2 separate regions of the Zea mays genome follow, and region 1 is linked to region 2. Evidence: chromatin contacts called from public Hi-C data. All regions are on one chromosome and are shown on one strand. The core of a region is the stretch at or near the end of the contact, and the rest is flanking DNA. Distances in the headings are between cores, read along the strand shown.

Region 1 (5,805 bases), core at 120-2,619, 210 kb after region 2:
GTGGAGCATCATCGGCGCAGAGCCGAGGGGGCGCCTAACAGCCCTATGCATGAATTAAACAGGTCTACCACGAAGTTAAGGTAGTTGCGGATTAGCTGAGGCAATTCGTACCGGAAGGGGTGACGGCGGTGGCGCTGTCCTCGATGTCGGGGTGGCACGACGGTGGTGGAAAAGGCACGACGAGCAATTGACGGCATCCTCGTCCACGATTTGGTCTCGGAAGGCTCTTATTCCAAGCGACGTGACTAGGTGATCTTCGCAGCACTAGCGTCGATGGTCAAACGGCGTCGACCGAGATTACCAGCAGCGACTGTGCGAGCACTCTCACCCTCGGTGGTTTCGGCGACGGCGGCTAGTAAGCGACGACTGTTTTAGCTTGCGAGCGAGGGGAGACGGGGAAGAGGAGAGAACCACAAGGTGCCCGAGCTTTTATCCCCGAGCCATCGGTCAAGGAGTAACGGAAACCGGTCGGGATTCAAGCCGCGACGGCGATTTCGTGCGGTGGTTACGGTGGAGAAGGACGTGCTGACAAGGGGGCCCCACATGCCAGCGAGTATGCGTCGCGAGGAGACAACGAAGCGGGGCACCTGACGGCCTGATCCCGCTAGTCAACGTCGGTGGCAATTACGTGCGCGAGCCATGTGCGGCTGAACCGCGCAGAGGAAGGGTGAATGTGCCGACAAAGCACTTTGGGCCCAAATGCAAGTTCTTTCTTTTTTTCTTTATTCTTTTCTTTTTTCTGTTTCTTTTTAGATAATCATTGAATTTTTTTTATTTACTTCTTAAATTTAAGAGTTATTTAGAATAACTATTGAAGTTGCTCTTATAAGAGCATCTCCAAGAGACTAGCTAATTAACTCGCCAAGCCAAATTTTGGCTACTCAATAGCAAAATAAATCTCCAACAGACTAGCTATATGACTCGCAAGCTATCTGGCTCTCTAAATTGGCTCTCTCACTAGCTAAATTTGGCTAGCCACCTGACTAGCCAAACTAGATAGATAATCTGTTGGACTGAAATGTAGATATAGAGTGTAATCTTTATGAAAACATAAATAGATAGTCAAATAGAGAGTAAAAAAATAAAGAGTCTCTTGGAGATGCTCTAAGTATTTAGATTAGAAAAGAGAGAAACGGACGTTGGTAGTTCGAGTGGGCGACGTGTGCCGGCGCCAAACGCAATCCGCTGCTGAAAAAAAAAAGAGAGAAGGGAATCCCACCGCTCTCCCCACCTCACTGCTGCCGGGCCCCAGCCGCCGCGCACGCCCAAAACACACACTGACGCGTGGGCCCACTGCCTTTTCCCTTGTTGCCTCTCTCCTTTGTGCGTCTTCTTCCTCCCTCGCGCACCGCAGGCAAGGCACACAAGAGAAAAGCAGAGGGGGCCAGATGAGGAGGGACCTCGCATCCTCCTTCGCTACCGCCGCATCCTCTTCCTCGGCAGCCGACGCGCTCCGGGGCTGGTGGGATGACGTCAACGAGTCGCCCCAGTGCCAGGACGCGGCCTTCTTCTCCCTCGCCGCCGCCTACGCCCTCGTCTCCGCCGTCGCACTGGTACGCCCGCCCCTCCCTCCCCTCCTTGCCTCCTCTGCGGGGGACAGGGCAGCGCGGAGGCGGGGAATTAATGCTTGATCTCAGCTGCTATTCGCCGATTGGTTCCGCTCCTGCGCCCTTCTGCTTCCAGTTCCAGAGCGGGCGCAAGAGGCACCGGGCAGCGTTCAACTCCGTTGGATCCTCACCTCTGCTCCCTCTGTCATGCCCCCCTGCAGATTCAGCTCGTCAGGATCCAGCGCCGGGTGCCCGAGTTCGGATGGACCACGCAGAAGGTCTTCCACCTCATGAACTTCCTTGTCAACGGGGGTAATTAACCATTCTCACCTATATCTACTCAATCTGCTTCCTCATTGTCGATTCCATCGTTCCACATGGGGCTGGCCCTGTTTCATCAATTTATTTATACGCTGATCACGCCAGCTAAAAATAGCCAGCCAAACGCTACTGACCAGCACCTCTCCCTGCTGCAGTCCGTGCTCTGGTATTCGGCTTCCATGTCCACGTCTTCCTCCTCCGCGCAAAAGTAAGACTGTAATTTTCCTCTTCACCTGCTCTCAGACGATCGATGCACGGTCTTGTGCCTAATAAACATCAAGCTTCATTTGCTCCCCCCTCTTCCGGCTGCTTCCTCCACAGGTATACAAGTTGGTGTTGCTAGATCTCCCTGGTCTGTTGTTTTTCTCCACCTACACCTTGCTCGTGCTCTTCTGGGCAGAAATATACCATCAGGTGCCACACTCGCCTTCCATTTTAAATCCTCTCCAAATTTTTTCCCACTTTTACATCTGGAAGGAATTCCATTACATTTTACCATTAGAAAGCACAAACAAATGGTATAAGCACAGATCTTGGTTGAGTTGCAGGCTAGGAGTCTCCCAACAGACAAGCTGAGGCCTGCATACATTGCCGTTAACACCATCATATACGTTGTTCAGGTATTTTCATCTCCTACTTTCTCATTCGATAAAGCTGTCTCTTTATTCCTGTCCTGTCCTGTCCATGCAATTTCTATCTTTATGTAATTTATTGGATTTCTTTTCTATTGATGATTTTAAATTACCTTTTTATTTCTAACTTTGACTCAGTACCTTTGGTTGCACATCTGGACAGGTTTGCATATGGATATACCTTGGGATAAATGATAATGCTGTGGTCGAGCTAGCCAGCAAAATATTCATCGTAGCTGTCTCCTTCGTTGCGCTTCTTGGCTTTTCAGTATATGGTGGAAGGTAACACAATGCTCAGTGTCTTTTGCTATCGTACTCACTTGCACACCTCTAGTTTTGTATTGCCTACAAAAAAAGATGATGTTGTTTTACTTCAGGTTATTTGTCTTGCTGAGACGTTTCCCTATTGAATCTAAGGGGCGGCAAAAGAAGCTTTATGAGGTGATCGCAACCCAGCAACAACTACCTTTACTGTTCAACGGCCATTCTGTACAAACTAGGAAACAAATTGTCGATGTAACATGGTGTTAGGACATATCATTTGGTTCACGCTATCGCATACTATGAATTACGTATATCACACTTACCGTTGAATAGTGGAAATTAGCATGTGTGGAACATGGAATTCTTATGACATGTTTGCAACATCATTCTTATACCATGTTTACAACAAATTGAATTACGTATATCAATTGGTTTTTTAGTGAAAACATAGTAGGGGAGACCCAAAATGTAAGAAAGTTTTATTAGAAAGGGAAAAGGATAAAAAAAAGACTACAGGCAAGGTCTGGATAAAAACCCAAACACTAGGCAAAACAACAGCAGCAGCTAGCCCGAGAGGGGCTACAGAGCTAGACTTGATGATTATCTTTGCAGTATCTATGAGCCTGAAGTCCAGGCTTCTCATAGAATTGGTAATTTGTCTAGTGACTAACTAACCGTATTATATGATATCTCTACTTGTATTTTTTTTCTCTCGAAAGATCGGCAAGAGCATTGCCACATAAATTATTAGAAGAAACTCTACATAGAATTTCCATTGGTTTGGTTCGTAAAAGGTGATAGTTTATTTAGTGTCTGGTATCTTTTGTCCAATAAAAAAATGATCTGCTATTCTGGTATCTTAATAACGCATCTAAGTCTGTTTGGTTCTTCATGTAACAATATGACTGTTCAGGACTTCAACATCTCCATAGTTTCCATTCTGATGTTGCATTTTTTCAAAATGTTTCAGGTTGGGACTGTGACAGCAATTTGTGTTACCTGCTTCCTGATAAGATGTGTTGTGGTGAGTATGTTGTTCCCACTTTTTACTGATTGGTTGGTGTTGAAGGAAGGAAGGAAGGTTTAATTATTCCTTTGGTTGGCCGAAAGTAAATGTATGATGTTGACCTGTCTCGTACAAACATAGCACACACAGACAGTAGACTAGTTTGTACCGCACGGGATGCTGCGTGCTGTGCTGTTCTGAGAAGACTGACAAAACGAACGGATTTGTAGTTTGCTAATTATCTTTAAAGAAAAGACACCCCCACATGTAAATGCATATAAATGGTGCAGTGTTTATTTCTTCTGATAGTTGATCCTTACTGATGGTAGGTTGCATTATCTGCGTTTGATGCCGATGTATCTCTCGAGGTTTTGGACCATCCAGTCCTAGATTTCTTCTATTATATGGTAAAGGCACTAAACTAACACCGCCCTGTGCCTCGAATATGGTAGCATCTTTTCATCCCCAAAGACTAATGTTTCTTATGAATGCTCTCAACTGTACAGCTTGCGGAGATACTGCCTTCTGCGCTAGTTCTCTTCGTCCTTCGGAAGCTTCCTCCCAAGCGGGTTTCGGCACAATACCACCCTATTAACTAGAGAGTTTTGTTTTTTTTTAATGATGTTACATGCTAAGAACTCCGGATAATCTGAAACTACTGGAAACCTACAGCCGGCTGTAGTTGGATGCTTTTGCTTGTGCTGTTATGTTTATGGAAGCATCAGTGTTGGCGATGAATATAATGACGATCATTCTATATGGGGAAGTGGTGCTAATGAATGAATACTCCTTTTATATATGGTTGCATCTCATGTTGTTATTTGGTCGGTTTGTGCACTGCATGACATGACATCTCCAGCAGTACCATACCATTATTATTTGATTTGCATGTGCATTCTTGACGCAAGTAGGGCCAACGATTTGTCGCCTTGTCGGTCCCAATGAATCAGTGATGTTTATGGAATACTTTCTTGTTTAATCATTTTCACATTCAGGCCCTGTCCAATCTCGCGAGATAAACTTTAGCAGCTTTTTTTAGCTACTTTTAGCCATTTGTAATCTAAACAGAAGAGCTAATGGTGGTAATTGAAGCTAAACTTTAGCACTTTAATTTATATAGCTAAAGTTTAGCAGAAAGCTAAAGTTTATCTCGTGCGATTGAAACAGGGCCTCACTTACATGTACTCCCTCCGTTCTGTTCAAAAATGAACTAGCTGACACCAAATATTCATATTCTGACAACAAATATTCATATTCGAGAATAAAGTTTATTTGTCATGTTTTAGTTTTTAGTTCAAAATGAACTATATTTATCGTGTTTTAGTTTAAAAATGAACCAGACAAATATTTGAGAATAGAAATGAATTAGCTGACAACAAATATTCATATTTGAGAACATAGTTTATTTGTCGCGTTCTAGTTCAAAAATAAACTAGACAAATATTTTTTAAAAATGAATAGAGGTAGTACTTCGATATCTAGCTCGTGTGAGTCAAAGCTCTCTTTCGTGTCTCCTTTATCTAGCTCGTGTGGGTCAAATGTCTCCTTGGGTCAAGCTCTCTTCTTTCTTCTTGCCTGTCTCCTTTGAGAAAAATAATCCTCTTTCCATAAAAACTGATGTTTATTTGATGTCTCTGGGCCACACAACAACGTTCTCCAACGTCCAACCCATAAAAATTAATGGACGTGCTGCGTAATATAGGGTAGACAAAAAATTCAAGGTACAGTAATTAATATAGTAGTAGCAGTATGTGTGTAAATGTACATTCAATCGTTGTTTGCATTCTCATGTATGGATCCAGATGCCGATGCTTCACGGTATGCAACCATAGGAGGAACCAATTTCCAAAAAGAAAAAAAAACATGGACCAAAAATCCCTCTACACCCTAGCAGCTGTTCCTTGTGACTGACATCTTTCTTCACACGATCTCACTGCACAAAGATACAATGTATGTACTAATTATGCTTGAAAGAATTTCTGGTACTCAAATCTCGATGACAGAAACAAACGGAATGTATTAAAATCTCTGAAGG
Region 2 (5,867 bases), core at 1,928-4,427:
TTCTCGAAACAGACCTTATCATGGGAAAACAACTTCATGGCCTGAAATGCATCATGGATAATTTTCAAACGCAGTAAGTTAGTAATAATAGCAAGGTAAAACCAAAATAAATTTGCCAATACCAACCTAAAAAACTTACCATATGCCACAGTCTCTCAGCCTCAGTTACAGACAACTTGGAGAGTACAGTGCTAAATAGATCAAGCAGAGAGCTCAGGTTCTCCTTGCTCAAGGAAGAACTGCCAGGAGCAGTTGCAATTGAATTTATCTCCATAGTAAATCTCAGGCTCCACAAATTTGCAGCATTTGAAAGAGGACCATCACAAAGCTTTTCTGCGAGAGTCTTAGCTTCCTCCAGTCTTTCTAGTTTCAAGTAAAGTGATATGTATTGGCAAGCAAGATCCTCAGTAAGACATCCACATGATTCTGCATTTTCATAAACTTTCAGTATGGATGAAGTGAACTCTGAAGCATCAAATTCAGAATCCTGGAATAATGTGACTGAATCTTCTCTGTCAGTATATATAACATCCATCCAAAACTTTGCATACAATGAGTACATTTTGGAATTTGGTAGCTTCCTGATAGCTTCGTCATACACCTAGATTCACATGACAATACAAATGTAGAATGTTCAGAAAGGTTGTATCAGACATACTACAAGACTATTACAAAAGGACAGCTTTAAAGGGTGTACCATATGCTGTACAGATTAATCAAGCTCTAATAATATTATAATCGCGAAAGGGCCTCTAGCCGAGTTGGTTAGGTGGTTTGAGAAGGACTCCTCAGGTCCCGGGTTTGCCTCCCCGTGGGAGCGAATTTCAGGTTGTGGTTAAAAGAAATCCCCTCGTCTGTCCCACGTCAAAGCATGGGCCTAAGGCTCAGCCCCGGTCGCGGTCATTCCCACATGGGCTTCGATGCCGCTGTGTATGGGTGGGGCAGGGGTTCGGGGGTTTTCTCGACCTCTTCTTCTTAATACAATACTCGGGGGATGTCTTACCCCCCGCAGGTCGAGTAATAATATTATAATCGCAAATGGTATTAAGAAAGCTTTCATAACAAGCATACTACAACAATTATCTCGTAAGCAAATTAGGTAACAATCTAGTGCATACAACTACACAGCTAACATCCACTAAGCATGTGAGTACACAATTAAAATCTTATACCTACGATATAAATTGCCTGTGATGCATTAACATTAAAAAATATATTCATGCAAGACAGCCACTGTGCATTCAACTTCATTCCCTATCTTTTTATTATATTTCGCTAAATAAGAAGCACGTTTGAGATTTCGTTGATAACCATGCTGGAGGTTTATATTTATAGGGGAGCTGTGACACAATTCCTTTACCTGAATTGATCTGTTCAACTTGTTTGATATAGCATCCTTTCTATTCGAATTACTGGAACTGTTCAAGTTGCTAAGCTGAAGCCTAGCAAACCAATCCCAGTAGTCCTCGCTATGAGAGAAATCTCTCTTAAGGTCATCCAGGACCTCCAGTTTTAACTCATCAGAATGTGCCAAGTCAACACTGTTTAGTATCTCCAAGAATTTCTTCCGCAAGGTTAAGCTTGACGGAAGAGCTTCCACGGCACCATGATATATGGTCTGAATGATTAACAACCCTTGACGCCAAAACAGGTCTTCCTTCTCCTCCAGGGCATCTCCAGCCGAGCCTGGCTCCTTAGGATCTTTGACCTGTTCATTCAGTGGCATGAACAGTTCCTTGTTTTCCTCTTTCCACTGGCTCGCATCGTTGTCTTTCTTTTGCAGCGTCTTGACATCCTCTCCAAGAGCAACCTTTCGAGCCTTGAGCTTGTTAAGGTAGGTAAGCTCCATGCGAAGATACTCGATCCACATATCCTCTGACTGAGGGCAAGACCTGAGACCGCTCTGCATCAGTGCACGTGCCGCGGCAACGTTCAGGTTCTGATCGAATTCCCATGCTGCTGCATAGATCCAAAGCCCAGGAACCTTGGGATGGAAGCGAATGGCTTGTGCCAGAACCTGAAGTAAGAAGACAAGCATAAGGACAGAACAACATCAAAGTTTGCCAGTGTATGCAAATAAAGGTCTTCCTTATGATCATAGCTCAAAATTGAACATTCCTACTTGATAAGAAATAAATGAAGAACGTGCAATGCAAATTGTAATAATTGGCTAATAACTTGTTGGCCAAATTAGAGTGTGTGGCCCCACGTCGTACTAGATGTGTAGCTGGAATATAGCACATTATAGGCATAGAAAGGTTTCAGGTTTCCCCGATCTTCTTGTGAGCATAGCAGAATGTCAGTGTATAGTCCAGAACGAGACATCTGTGAAATCGAGCAGAACAGCAGCAAGTTACAGAGGTGAACTTTGAACTTAGCAACCAACTAAAGATGAATCGGTCTGGTGTTGGACTGTTGATGGTGGTGGCATACCTGCTTCATCCTGCCGTGTCGCTTGTCGCGGCAGAACTCGAGGTACCGGAACCAGAGGTCGAGATCGCCCTTGAACCTGACGGTGGCCATCCGGTAGATGTCGAGGACGCGGAGGACGCCCGCGACGTCGGAGACGGACTTCTTCCACTTCTTCTTGGATTTATCCTTCTTCCTCTTCCTCCGGCCTCCCTCGTCGTCGCTGCTGCGAGCGTCGTGCTGAGGCTCGTCGTCGTCGTCTTCGGCGGCGGCGCGTATGATGGCGCGCTTGCGGAGGTTGCGGAGGGAGTCGAGGCGGAGCTCGTAGGCGATGTAGTCGAGAAAGTCCTGGCGGAGCGGGGAGTGGCGGCGGAGGCGGTACTCGAAGTCGCGGCGTTTGCGGACGACGTCAGCTAGCTCGCCGCGCGTGAAGAGGCCCCGGCGCTCCAGGTCGTCCAGTTCGTCGGTCATCCGCTCCAGGCGGTACTGCACTGTGTCCGCCATGGCGCCCGGTGGTGGAGGCGGCGGAGCAAGTGGATAGAAAGCGACTTTTAGGGTTTTGGTTGCGGCAGCGGCGCGGGGGGGAGAGGACGGTAGAGCAGTAGGACAGGAGGAGGAGAGGGCAGGGCAGTGACGCTCGCGCCGCCGCGGTGGTGGTGGTGCTGGCTCCGCTGTTTGGGGCGATGCTGGAGTTGGAGAGAGCAAAGCAGGGCAAGAACGTGCGTAAGCGGGCCGCAGAGGCCCAAATTACTCCATCCTAGATTGGCCCAACCGTGACAAGACAGTTGCCCCTCCATGTACAGCTGGTGCAGTGCCTCACATGCCGCGCCCTGCTATATCTCACTCACCTGTCACGTCAGCGTTCTCTTTCCCCCTATATCTCTACACTGTACAGCGGTTTCCCCTATATCAAACCTCTATACCCCACCACACCAATATTATATACTTTCATCTTCAACTAACTCAACTACCATACATTTTTTGTTTTATTTTTATTTGCTCTATGAACAGTGCGCGGCGGCAACTTAGTACACAATTAATTCGCGCACTTCGTAATTAGTATAAATACGTTAGTAAAAAATCGTTGAAATTATATGTTTTTAAAATAATAAGAAATTTGCTCTTTTCAAATGTTAATTGGTACTTCCTACACTTCCTTAGGTAACTGATGTATCATTTTCTAGGCGAGCAATACATATTGTACTTTTTTTTGTGAAGAGTCCAAGGGATCAACATGGATCACGTTTAAAGAAATCTCTTATCAACATAATAAGAACTAGAATTTATGCTGCACAGTGTTGTCAAAGCAGGCCCGGAGTTTCCATTAGGAACCTCATCCTCTTTTGCATCCACAGATTTGGCTACAGGAGCAAGAGCAGCATCAAGGTCCCAAATGAAAACCTCACCACCAAGACCACCAGAGGCTACAATATTGCTCTACAATTCAGAGGCAAAAAAACTGTAAAAAATGAAAAAGCTAAAAATACCACAGAAAAGCACAAGTGTGGATAATATTACATTATTCTCAACAGTGTTCAATCCTACAAGTATCAATCATGAATTATCTACATCTAATCATCTACAAATTTAAAATGCAACCGGTGGGTGGCAATCAATTTCAAACTGAACCATTTGAAGCTTATGTAGCATGCAATGCACTAGCTGTCATTTTCCCATATGAAAGCTAGTTCCTGACCAATATGATCCTAGTGTATGGCCAAAGTGGTTTTAATAACTAAAATTGTTATAGACATAGGAAGTAAAAAGATCACCATAGTCTGCAATGCAGCACAGGAATGATAAGTACCATTAGAATGCATGAAGACACAGCTTTTGAAACTTCAAGAATTTATTACAACACATGAATAATTAATTTTTATAGTAGTTTAGAATTATGAATCTTCTCTTAATGGTTATGTTTTGGATTAGGATGTTATTGTCTCTGATCTATGTGGCTTTTAGTAGTTAAACTCTTTCTGAATATATATCTGAATCTATGTTGTATATTGACATTTCCATCTCTCTATCAATGGAATTGAGCAGGGACCAAACTAATCCAGCAAAAACAAAACTAATTCGAAATCTAGTTTCAACTACACGGGCAGCAAAATAACTAGGTTTCATGGACTCGGCCGTACAAAACCAACCCAGGGAGAAAGCAACGATTTGGCGGGGATAGAAGAAAATAAACATAAGCCAACTGATTTGCCCAAACTGAGAATAAGGTACGATTGGTACCTCGCGCGACGGCGGCTGGGAGAAAGAGAAATTGACCTTGGCCTGGATGGCGAGGCGGACGTCGTCGGCGTCGATCTGAGCCTTCCCGGCGTGGTCGGCGTAGACTTGGGCGTCCCCTAGCACGTCTCCGACGTATCGGTAGGCCAGGTCCAGGAATTGGTGCACGACGCGGGGCTCGTACTCGCCCTCACCGAGACCCATCGAGCGCAGGAGCTCCCGCACCACCCGCGCGTCCCGGGGCTCGTCCGCGACGGAGGCCCCGACGACTGCGGCAGCAGCGGCCGACGGTGTCGATGGACGCGCGCCGGCAGCGTCCATGATTGGTGCGGAGTATTCCGAGCGCGCGGGCGTGTGGGCGAAGAAGCGGCTGCGGGGAAGGAATACGGCGTAGCGTGCCCATCGATTTAGCGGGAGAGAGAAAGAATCAGGAAGGGAGAGGAGGAGGAGGACGCCGTTGAAGGGAAGGGGGCGCACTGTAGCCCCTATATCGGCTACAGTGTTAGGGGAGGGGGACACCGAGAGCAACCGTTGAACACAGTCTTAAGACTGTGTTCACCGGTCGACTCTTCCCTCCCCCTCCCCTACTATTGTAGACCATATAGGGGCTACAGTACACCCCTAAACCCTTCACCGCAGCCCTCTTCCTCCTCCTCTCCCCTCTCGTTTCCTTCTCTCTCCCGCTACATGGATGGGGACGCTACTGCGCTCGCCTCCCCCTCGGCCGGTACCTTCCCAGACAAGCACCCGCGGTCGGAAAACTCCGTCCAGCGAGCTCCAGGCGATTCTATCGCCACTTCAACGCCGCCGGAGAAGGAAGCTGTGGATCCGCGCACGGCCGCGATTCCTTTCTACTGGTCTGTGCGAAGGCGCCGCCGCCGGTCGTCTCTGTCCGCCGGATCGGCGTCTGCTGGGCGGAGGTCAATGGGGGTTCGTCGATTCGCCGACAGATCTGCGCTCACCCGATCTGCGTCATTAGAGCTTCAAGTGCCAAGGTACGTCACTCGCTGCTCCAAGTTCCAGAGCTCCGATTCAATCCGTGTCCCAACATAACCTAAGTTCGATTGACCCTAGGGTTTACATGTACTTCACATGTTTAATTAGAACGATTTATATGTTCATGGCGAACTTGGTCAACTAGGGTTAATTGGTCAACAGATCCGTCGTTATCATCTACACCAAGACCAATGCTTTAAGTTGTCGATCATAGGATACGACATGAA

Evidence for each region. Hi-C and Micro-C count contacts between places; a contact is called where the count stands out from the background.
Region 1: a Hi-C map of leaf shows a contact between it and region 2, with 8 times the contacts expected there. The contact joins the promoter of LOC100279488 here to the promoter of LOC103648282 in region 2. A contact is called at or near these places in 3 of 25 Hi-C or Micro-C datasets (ear, endosperm and leaf).

The regions. Positions count from the first base shown.
Region 1 is chr2:243,004,551-243,010,355 of Zm-B73-REFERENCE-NAM-5.0, forward strand. LOC100279488 (Tobamovirus multiplication protein 1) reads left to right here and starts at 1,370. Exons shown (of 10, transcript NM_001152490.1): 1 at 1,370-1,553; 2 at 1,769-1,859; 3 at 2,024-2,076; 4 at 2,190-2,282; 5 at 2,417-2,488; 6 at 2,664-2,782; 7 at 2,878-2,941; 8 at 3,735-3,788; 9 at 4,100-4,177; 10 at 4,277-4,566. The coding sequence starts at 1,389. The coding sequence ends at 4,369. LOC100193183 reads right to left here. Exons shown (of 7, transcript NM_001310333.1): 7 at 5,443-5,703.
Region 2 is chr2:242,789,710-242,795,576 of Zm-B73-REFERENCE-NAM-5.0, forward strand. LOC103648282 (U3 small nucleolar RNA-associated protein 6 homolog) reads right to left here and starts at 3,178. Exons shown (of 6, transcript NM_001354894.1): 1 at 2,434-3,178; 2 at 1,361-2,017; 3 at 140-601; 4 at 1-41. The coding sequence starts at 2,913.